3 separate regions of the Mus musculus genome follow, and all the other regions are linked to region 2. A link is a contact called in public HiChIP or PLAC-seq data. All regions are on one chromosome and are shown on one strand. The core of a region is the stretch at or near the end of the contact, and the rest is flanking DNA. Distances in the headings are between cores, read along the strand shown.

Evidence for each region. HiChIP or PLAC-seq counts read pairs in DNA pulled down with a chosen protein or histone mark.
Region 1: an H3K27ac HiChIP or PLAC-seq map of embryonic fibroblasts shows a contact between it and region 2, with 5 times the contacts expected there. The contact joins two enhancer-like sites. A contact is called at or near these places in 2 of 39 promoter capture datasets (cranial neural crest and liver), 2 of 484 Hi-C or Micro-C datasets (brown adipocytes and spermatogonia), 4 of 115 datasets of contacts at active chromatin or transcription factors (embryonic basal ganglia, embryonic fibroblasts, embryonic stem cells and 1 more) and 3 of 9 other capture datasets (adipose tissue, liver and pancreatic islet).
Region 3: a contact with region 2 is called in an H3K27ac HiChIP or PLAC-seq map of the NIH/3T3 cell line, with 3 times the contacts expected there. The contact joins two enhancer-like sites. A contact is called at or near these places in 3 of 484 Hi-C or Micro-C datasets (cerebellar granule neurons, cortical neurons and neural progenitor cells) and 1 of 115 datasets of contacts at active chromatin or transcription factors (the NIH/3T3 cell line).

Annotation. Positions count from the first base shown.
Region 1 is chr13:52,912,949-52,916,237 of GRCm38.p6, reverse strand. All of the region lies in intron 3 of Auh (AU RNA binding protein/enoyl-coenzyme A hydratase), which reads left to right. Among named protein-coding and RNA genes, the nearest start is that of Auh, 15 kb to the left of the region's middle. Within about 2 kb of position 1,772, at least 85 of the 459 cell types and tissues checked have an H3K27ac peak or open chromatin away from gene starts, as enhancers often do. A contact at or near this core is called in embryonic fibroblasts, where this site is marked.
Region 2 is chr13:52,674,211-52,677,522 of GRCm38.p6, reverse strand. No RefSeq gene overlaps it. Among named protein-coding and RNA genes, the nearest start is that of Syk, 79 kb to the right of the region's middle. Within about 2 kb of position 1,747, at least 30 of the 459 cell types and tissues checked have an H3K27ac peak or open chromatin away from gene starts, as enhancers often do. A contact at or near this core is called in the NIH/3T3 cell line and embryonic fibroblasts, where this site is marked.
Region 3 is chr13:52,890,731-52,894,041 of GRCm38.p6, reverse strand. All of the region lies in intron 4 of Auh (AU RNA binding protein/enoyl-coenzyme A hydratase), which reads left to right. Among named protein-coding and RNA genes, the nearest start is that of Auh, 37 kb to the left of the region's middle. Within about 2 kb of position 1,906, at least 190 of the 459 cell types and tissues checked have an H3K27ac peak or open chromatin away from gene starts, as enhancers often do. A contact at or near this core is called in the NIH/3T3 cell line, where this site is marked.

The DNA of each region.
Region 1 (3,289 bases), core at 523-3,022, 240 kb before region 2:
CTACCTGGGTCAGGAAAAGGATTCATTCCTACATAGCATTGGAGCTTAGACCGGGAGGCCTGACTTCCCATTTAAATCTCACGGTAGAATTGAAACTCTATTTTACTTACATTTTAAATCAAAATGTAAACAATAGATTCTGGATCAAAATATTGGAAAAAGTGTACAAAGAGAAGGCTTTCCTCACCCTACATTCCTCTAATAAAGACACTTTATCACGTCTAATTACTAAATACTATTGTATCACTCTACCAAGCACACAGACGTGCAAGAGGATTGACGCGTCAATTAGAATGTTAAGTGGGCACTTAGGGTGAAGGCGGCGCTGAGACGTGGGGTGCTAGCAGCAGAGAGGGGGTGCACGTTGATGTCCCTCCTAGCATCACTCCAGCCCTGTGGACTGTTTACAAGTCAGACCTTGGGTTGGGCATACAGTTTATCCTGAAACTTCTGAAATGGTGATCTCCTTTGCAGAAGCTAACTGGATAGTGCATAGGGTGCCTAAGTGTACTTTCTGAAGTGATAGCTATGGTGGTGACTCAGCTCCTGGGTTAGTCTAAAACCACTGAAGGAAAAGGCTAAGACCAAAACACGGACTTACAGAGTCCGTTATGTAGAGGCCTGTGCGGCGAAGTGCTCCTGTGCTGCAGATGCAGCCCAGGCCCTTTCCCATGTTCAGCAGGGGCCGTACCCCATGTACCCCAGTGTTGTAATGTCAAACCCTCAGGCTTTTGTTTTGTTTTGTTTTTTAACCTTGACTTTTATCCTAAGATCTCAAAGGAGCAACCTCCCTTTCCCCACCCCCACCCCCCAACTGTGTGCTTATTGCCTCAGTGGCTTTGCAGACCAGGATGCATAGTGCGTGGTTCCTTGTAGGTTAAAGCTTCTGGACTCACGGTTGGCCCCTTTGGAATATTGCAGGGGACATTGTGTGCGTGCGTGTGTGTGTGTGTGTGTGTGTGTGTGTGTGTGTGTGTGTATGTGTGGGGGGCGTTATCAGCCCTACATAGCTTTGTCCCCTATGCTTGATAGGAATTGTGTATTTGATTTAAGGTTCACCTCTTTACATATGTATTCGTCCTCTAAAATCTGTTATTTCCCGATGCTTAGGATCTGTTTAGTTTTAGTAATGTCACCTTCGATGGAATGATGGAAAAGCCCTTTAGGTCAGGCTGCTCGGCGTGTAGAAGCTGCCAGCAGCTGGTCCCTGTGGTCAGCTGTTATCTTTGCGTCTCTGTTCTAACACCACGCAGTAAATACGTGGTGGTGTTTTTACCGTAACGTTCTAAAATGAAAACTTAACCAAGCCTCGCTTTTGCCTCATTGCAGTTTCTGGACAAATGACACCCAGTTCTTAGCAGCCGTTGCTCTGCGCAGAGTCTAAATTGAGTGTTTCACTGAATTATGCCAGTGTGGGTTTTTTCCCCCAAAAAGTAAAGGTCGTTTCGCTTCTGCTTTTGAATTCTAGTAAATTGTGTTATGACTAAGGCCTCCTCACTAAAACCGTCAGCACGCGTTGTTAAATGGTGTGTGTTCAGATGTCATGACGGGAATTGAGTGTGGGAGCCTCTGACTAATGAAGAAATCTATTTAAGAGATTGCTTCAGAGCCTCGGGGTTTCGCTCTGATGTGTTATACAAGTCAGTTCTGTAGGAGTGAAGGGGCACAGGGCTATTTTGCTCTTTTGTGTTGCATGCATTGGTTTACATAAAACACTGCTAACTATTTCATTGAGGATATGAACTACTTGGAATGACATTTACCACTTTTAAGTGCATAATTGATGTTTTAACAGATGTTTAAGCCTTGGTATACAGACTGTCCATTTGTATAAATCTTTTTTTTTTCTTACAGTGAAGAACCCTTAAAACCAAAAAAAAAAAAAAAAAAAAAAAAAAAAAGGCTACTTTGTCTCCTCAGACAAAGGTGTTTGGAACCTTGCAGGATAGATTGTAGGTCTTTTGTGTCTGGCCTGTTTGATCTACCATAATGCTTTGCTGTTTGGCCGTGAATTTCCGTGGTTCCATTTTCCTGTGGAGCTGCTGGTTTTCTGCTGAGCACGTGATAGTTTGGTTTTGTGCGGACCACACTTGCATCAGCACCGTTCAGTCACTGTAAGGAAACAACTGAGGTGATGGACTCTGACCGAGGAAAGGCTAATTCATCTGGGTTCAGAGGTGTGGAGGCTCCAGTTCTATGTTTGGTGGCCCCTTGGTCAGGACTATGGTGGCTAAGTGCATCAGGGCTGGGATGACTTGGGACATCTTAGAGGGAAGGTTCACCCTGAAACTATGGTGGTTTCTGAGACGTTCACAGACAAGTCTTTGTGGGCGTGTGTTTTTATTCTCTTGGGTGGGTGAGTGCTCAGGAGTGGAGTTACTAGGTCTTCTACAACCGAGCCAGCCACACACAAGTTCTTAGTTAGATGCCGCAAGACCTCCAAACTAAGAGGCCAAGAGAGAGAATGTGTGTTTGTGTGTGTGTCTATGTGTGCATAGAGAGTGTGAGTGTGTTTATGTGTGCATGAGAGTGTATGTGTGTTTATGTATGCATAGAGAGTGTGTGTGTTTACATGTGTATGAGAGTGTGTGTGTGTGTGTATGAGAGTATGTGTGTTTATGTGTGCATGAGAGAATGTGGGGGTGTGGGGGTGAGAGAGAGAGTGAGTGCGTGAGAGAGAGCGAGAGCGAGAGAGCACAGAGAGAGGAGTGTGCCCTGGTGCTGTGATGCATCCTGCCGCTCATGGCATTATGACTCTAGTCTGCATTTCTCTAATGAGTCTAAACGTCTTGTCCTGTGCCCGTTTGTCACAGTGTCTATGTAGATATATTGTCTCCATTTATGTCCTGCCCTGTTCCAGCCCCCCACCCCCCACTGCCACCTCTTCCCCCTTTCATTCATGGTCTCCTCCTGTCCCGCTTTCTTTGCCTGTTCTCATTCACCCTCTCAGGCATGGTTTCTCTGTGTAGCTCAGGCTAACCTTGAACTTGTGATTCCCTTGCCTCAGCTTCTCAGAGTGCTTGGATTGTAGGTGTGTGTCACCATCCTTGGCTTCCATATTTTTATTGAGTGTCCCCTTACTGAGTAGAGGTCCCTGTCTCTGTTTGAAACAGTGCTCTGCTCTTCTCTGGCATGCTCTGCCACTCAGCCACGTAACTGTTCTTTTTTTGTTGCAGTTTCTTTTCAGCTGAAGGCTGACATCCAGCTTTGTTTCCAATTTGCACCTTTTTGGTGGCCGCTCCAGAGTCACAGCTCACAGAAGCCAGAAGTGACTCCTGACTCCCGGTGC
Region 2 (3,312 bases), core at 498-2,997:
AGAAAGCTGCAGAGTGTTCTACCTGCCCAGGCCACCTTTCTCTTAGATCAAAGGAAAGCCAACCTATTTCAGCGACTGTATTTTGGAGTTTTATTAGAATCTTCAAGCCTATTTGTAACTCATGTGCTCCAAAGGTGAAAGTTGACCTGAAGTGGATCATGACTGTAAGAACTCACCCCAGGTTGACCCAGAGTGAAAGTGCCGACTGGCTATGCACACGAGAGGCCTCCCTTCCTACCCCTGGGTAATCAGGACCATGTGGAGTGAGGAAACACATCCTTGGAGGCTGATTGCAGGTTGCAGAAGGTCAGGCTCAGCCTGACCACTGTGCATAAGTGAGGTGTGGCTTGACTCCCATTCAAAGTGAAACCCAATCTCCTTTCATTTTGATCTTCAATAGACACTGGGTGGGAAATGTGTGCGTGCAGCCTGAACTCCTGTGCAATAAATAATAGATGAGATTTCTGCAGTTGATGCAGAGAACCTAGGAGGCTCGATTGAAGCAGGCAAAGAAAAATGGAGTCATCTCCTTTTGATGTTTATGTGTGTGTTTGTGTGTGTGTGTGTGTGTGTGTGTGTGTGGCATGTGGGAGTAATGCTGGCTGAAGGCTTGATGCTCAGACTCTGGCCCTGACTCAGACCTTCATCATGTGTGGAGGTGGACAGGATGGATGTTTGTTTCAAGGTTGGCTGGCTCCATGGTTTTTGAGCCTGTGAGGAAAACTTCTCCTTGAACCCCTGCGTTATTCTGAGGAAGCTGGGCACCATGACAACAGAACACTGACTTAGCTCTGTGGAGTATCACTTGAGAACATATCTCAATCCCTAACCAACAGCCAATACAGGTATGTTTACCATCCTGCAATAAGGTCCCTGACCCCAGATGAACTTCCCAACCTGACATCAAAACCCAGAGCCATGCAGCCAAGCCATTTCCCAATTCCAGACCCTCAGAAACTATGTGGGAAAGGATTTCTGCACAACAAACAGTTTGTTAAGGTACATATAGGAGCTAATTGTAGCTTTAGTGGTAAGTGCTCACCCAGCACATACCAGGCCTGGGGTTTAATCCTAAGCACCCCCTAAGTAATGTCCCTATGCCCAATGTAAGTGTTATGGTTTCATTTCTGTTGCTGTGATAAAATTGTTTGACAAAATAAACTTAAGGGTGGAAGGGTTTGTTTTAGCTCAGAGTTCAAGGAACGGGCTCTGTGGTGGGGCAGCAGGAACTTGAAGCAGTTGGCTACATTATGCCAGAGCATCTATCATGGATGAGGTGAGGCAGCCCCTCTCTCTCTGCTTCCTGTTCATCGGGCTACATGAGGAAGCCCCCACATTCCCTCTGCAGTGTCCTGAACAGCATAGGTACTTTTGGTGACAGCTCCTGGCTGTGAGCATTCCTCTGTGAATATACTCATGTCTGAATCACTACTGGGAATGTACATAGCTCCAGGCCTCATTCCTGCCCAGCCTTGTTTACAGATTATGTCAGCAATGGAATGCGACTTAAATTATTTTAATTTATTTGAGAATAAAATTTATGTTTTCAAAGGTGGAAGCCATGGACCCTGCTGGTCTCATATGTTCTACAAACTGATAGGTCCTTTATGACATGTGATAGAATGGGTCAGATGGTAAATGACCATTATAGTAATGTCATTAGGTTCCCTGTCCCTGTGGGAGGCTGGGGAAAGGACCATGGGATCACAGCCCACAGTGCCAGAATAGGTCAGACTTAATAAATGGAACTCAGGCATAGCCAGCTAAGCATAACTGGAAGTCAACTGCACTCAGCCAGCCACCCTACCCACGAGTCCTGGCATTTCTCATCCTAATGACCTCATAAAATTGCAACAAGGAATAAAATGAGGTCTAGCTAGTGCTTGAGCGTCAGAGTAAGATGGTTATGCTCGATGGTTTCTGAGAACAATTCTGATTTAACGATCTGAGGTCATCTGCGCGAGGCCATAATTTTCATACAAACTGTGTGCATGAATCTAAAGGTGAGCAATTTGATCCGATGGCCTCGCCATCTTGATGCATTCATTTCCTTCATTTCCTCTTTATTGTAAGGATTTAGATTGTGCGCCCAGAGGCCAGAGGAGGGCATCAGGTTCCCTGAAGCTGCAGTTACAAGTTGTAAGTCCAAAGTGGGTGCCGGGAATGGAACTCCACGTGCATGTGCCTTATACTCCACACGTACTGAGAAGGACTTTTTTTTTTTTTTTTTTGGCTCAGTCATAGCTCTTGAGTTACTGCAACTTTTGGTCTGGAGACATGCTGCTGTCTTTTGGAGATACTAGACTTAAGTTTCATGAAACTTTGATATGGAAAAATGATATGAATGAGAATATTTTGCGATTCCCCGTGAAAGCAGCTCCAGCCCACAGTGCACCATGGACGGAGGGGCGGGGGCGGAGGGGGCGGAGCGTGGTGGGGCGGGGCGGGGGTGGGGCGTTCTCTTCTGAGCAGACACTCAGGAGTTTCCTTATCTGCCAAGCACTTAAGGACAATACTAGTCGATCTAAAAGTAAGCCTGCTTTTGTGTCACCACACTCTAGGGACTCTCAACATCAAGACTGACATTCTCTTCTCATTTTCCTAGAACTTCTTGTTGATGCAATTCTGAACAGCTCTTTCAGTGATAGTTACACACACGTCCACTTAACATATCAGGAAGAGACTTTCTTTTCTCTTCTTTCTATTTTTTAAAACATTTATTTATTGTGGGAATACATATATATATATGTATACGTATACATATACGTATATGTATATGTATACACACACACACACACACACACACACACATATGCCAAGGCGCATGTGTGGAGATCCCAGGGCAATTTTCGGAAATCAGTTCTTTCTTTCTACCGTGTGAGTCCTAGGGGTAGAATTCAGTTTCTAAAACTTGATGGAAAGTGGCCCTTACCTGCTGCGCCACCTAATCCCTCACCCACTTGGCAGATCCTTTATTAATTATGGAATTCATCCTCTAGGTTCACATGGGATGTGTACACATTCATGTTGAGAGCCATTGTTGTATAGCATTTTTTTTCCTAAATAAATGCATCCTCTCCTAGAAGGACAATCATTCCACACAGGAAGTAAACAAGCCTCGGAGAGTTTCAACAAGCCCATTAGCACCCAGAGATCCTTAATCCAAATTATCACCTAAATAGCCTAGTTCTTAATTAGGTCTTGGCTCCCTTTCTCACTAGCCAGGCCTCCTCGGTCCACATTTCCCTCAAGATTTTTCTTCCAGGATTACAGCCTTATGTTACTGGCACTTGGAGCTTATCTAGTTTGGGG
Region 3 (3,311 bases), core at 657-3,156, 220 kb before region 2:
AAGGTTTTCCTTGGGGCTTGGCTGCAGTGCTGTGTGTGTGTGTGTGTGTGTGAGTGTGAGTGTGAGTGTGAGTGTGTCAGTGTAGATACCCTTCTGAGTCCAGAAGAGGGTGCCGGGTCCCCTAGAGCTGGCTTTCCAGGCAGTTGTGAGCTGCCCAGTGTGAGGCTCCGTGCAAGAGCTGTATGTGCTCGTAACTGCCGAGACGTCTCTCCAGCTGTCTGCGTTAACTCTCTGAAAATAATTACAAAGTACTTTTCTGGCTTGTCCCACACTGTGGCCAGGACACCCCCCCCACCCCCCCCTGTGCCTGCCTGGTCTTTACATTCTACCCTGCAGTGGCATTAGCCCTCTCTGAATGTCCTCTGGCTTATTTTGTCAGCAGGTAGTTTCCCCTCCATCTTCCGAGGGTAAACATCAATGCAATCTCTTATTTTATGTCCCAGTACAGCCTGGAAACTAGGATGGGTCCTGTGTACAGGTGTGTGGGATGGGTCCTGTGTACAGGTGTGTGGGATGGGTCCTGTGTACAGGTGTGTGGGGATGGGTCCTGTGTACAGGTGTGTGGGATGGGTCCTGTGTACAGCTGTGTGGGATGGGTCCTGTGTACAGCTGTGTGGGATGGGTCCTGTGTACAGCTGTGTGGGATGGGTCCTGTGTACAGCTGTGTGGGATGGGTCCTGTGTACAGCTGTGTGGGATGGGTCCTGTGTACAGCTGTGTGGGATGGGTCCTGTGTACAGCTGTGTGGGATGGGTCCTGTGTACAGGTGTATGGGAATGGGTCCTGTGTACAGGTGTGTGGGTTGGGTCCTGTGTGCAGGTGTGTAGAGGTAGAACTGGCCCTCAGGAGGTGGCTGTTAACAGTATTCCCCTCCATGAGGAGCACCAGAGCCTTCCAAGCTGCCTCACTTTATTTGAATTTTAACCTGGTGTTAGCATTTAGTTGTCATAGGGGTTTGACTAAGGTGGTTGAGACTTTCAGTCTTGGATCTGGCATCTCTCCCTTGAGGGTGGTGGTGTTTCTCTGTGGCATGCCTGCTGGCATCCAGCAGCACCCTGTGTGGCAGTCCTGGGCCAGCCTCCAGCAGAGCCTACCCAGCCTGCCAGCTTTGCTCAGGGACCACTGTGTTCTGTTCTTGTGGTTTCTTCAGAAGTTAGAGAAAAGGGAGAAAGCATCTTAGTCAAAAGTGCAATTCTAACTGGACCTAGAGATAACTAGGGATTTATTGTGATTTTGTTAATAACGATTTCATTTCTATTCTTGATTTTTATATTCAGATTTTTCATCATAACATATATGGACCTTTCTGTTAAATTAATGACTTTGCTGTTTTGTAGCACAGTACTAGATTTTTTTTTAATTGTTTAAAATTACAGTTTATTTTTCATTTGTGTGAGGGTCACGGTGTTAATTCTCTGCTTCCACCACGTGGGTCCCAAGAGTGAAGCTTAGATACTCAGCGCTGGCTGCAAGCACCTTTACCCACCGAGTCATCTGGCTGACACAGGATGCAGGCCTCTAAGCAGAACCTAGGGTGAAAGTCACATAACCAGCACCAGCCTCCTCCTCACAATCAGATTGTCGGCCTTTCTCGAGGCTTACAATTAGCCTCTGCCTGAGGAGCAGAGAGTAGGCACAACACGTCCAGTACAGTGCTGACTCCAGCCTCGCCGGGCCTGGGTGTGCTATGGGCTCTGAGGTCCATCACCCACCGTGCCTTTTCTTCTCAAAATAGCTCCACTCTTTAATTATTGCTTTAATTATATTTTTAGGAGCATTTCAAAAGGATTATTATCTTCCTTGTCATACCTGGCTCACTTCCTGGAATGAAACTCAAAATAGTATCTGATCCCACTGTTGCGTAACACACTGAGTCACGGTTTCTCGCTGTAGCCGTGGCCCTGGCATTTCATTTCCTGCCTCAAGACCTTTGTAGGCATTTGCAGCTGCCCTCTGGCTGTTCTCTCAGGCCTCTGTACCGATAGTCTGCCTTTCCAAGGGCATATGGCTTTAGAATTTATAGTATTGTAAAATATTGACTAGATTAAGCTGTTCTAATTAAATAATTTTTTCAGTAGGAAACACTATAGCCAGCTTTCTGCCATGCTGGTTTCTGTTACTGTTTGGAAGTCCCAGGCACAGTGTGGGCACAGTTACTCTCCCCTTGCCCTGTTTGGTTGCCATACTGTGCTCTATGTTTCTCAGAAGTTACAATGTTAAACTTGTTGTATTCCCTTTGGAAACATTAATTCCTCAAAACTTAAACGTCAGATTTTTAAAAAATACTTTTTGATGATGCCACAATGTTTGATCATCACTGGAAAAGGTTACTACTGTTTGTACCAGATTCTGTGTCTGAGGTCAATGTCTCTGCTCCTGCCCCCAAGCCAGACTCCTGGTCAGTCATTGTACCTTGCTAATCCAGTCAGCCTGTTTCTTACCCATTTCTTTCATTGGTGGTTGGGGGTTATACTCACTAACTGACAACACATTTCACTTGTCTGGTTTTGTGTGTGACGGTCTGGCTGTGCAGATGTCTGCCTTAGCCTCAGATCAGTGCCAGCACCATATCACCCATAACTCCTGCTACAGGGAGCTTAGACACCTCTGGCCTCTGCAGGCAACTACACTCTTGTGACCATACACCCCCTCCCCCTATACACACACACACTAAACATTTTTAAAAGTATTCACTAGTGAACAGTTTACAAATATTAATAGGACAGATTTCATTGTCAGTTTGTCATAAAAAAAAAAAAAAGATGACCCCTTCCTAGAAATTTTATGAAAGAGAGTGTTTTCTGCAAGCCAGGGCGTAGAAGTGAGGCTGGCTATTTCATACATAACAGCACAGGCTCATTTCTTGGCCTCTTGTAAAGTCTACGAAGCTCCTGAAAGTTACCGAGTTCCCACAGTTGCTCTGCTGATTGTCTGGAAGGCTTGGGAGGAGGGGCTGTCACACAGGCCACTGAGCGAGGGGAGCTTGGGTCTCAAAGGACCCAAGGGATTAAAATGCCATCCAGCACACTGAGGAATAGCAGACAGTCACTTCTCCAACAAGGAAAGGTTAATAGTACAAGGGTATTTGGCGAATTTCACCTGCAAACCAGAAAAAGGAAGGGCAAGGGTGGATTACAGCGGGCAATCCTGAGGTTACCTAGAGCGCCTGCTAGGGTATGAGGGTGCTGTGACTTGAACTCAGGTTCCCAGGAGGAGCAGCGTGTGCTCTTACCTGTCAGCCATCTCTCCAGCCAGCATATAATATGTTCCAACTCCTCCCCATCCCCCTCTTTCCCTCTCAGCTTCATGTGT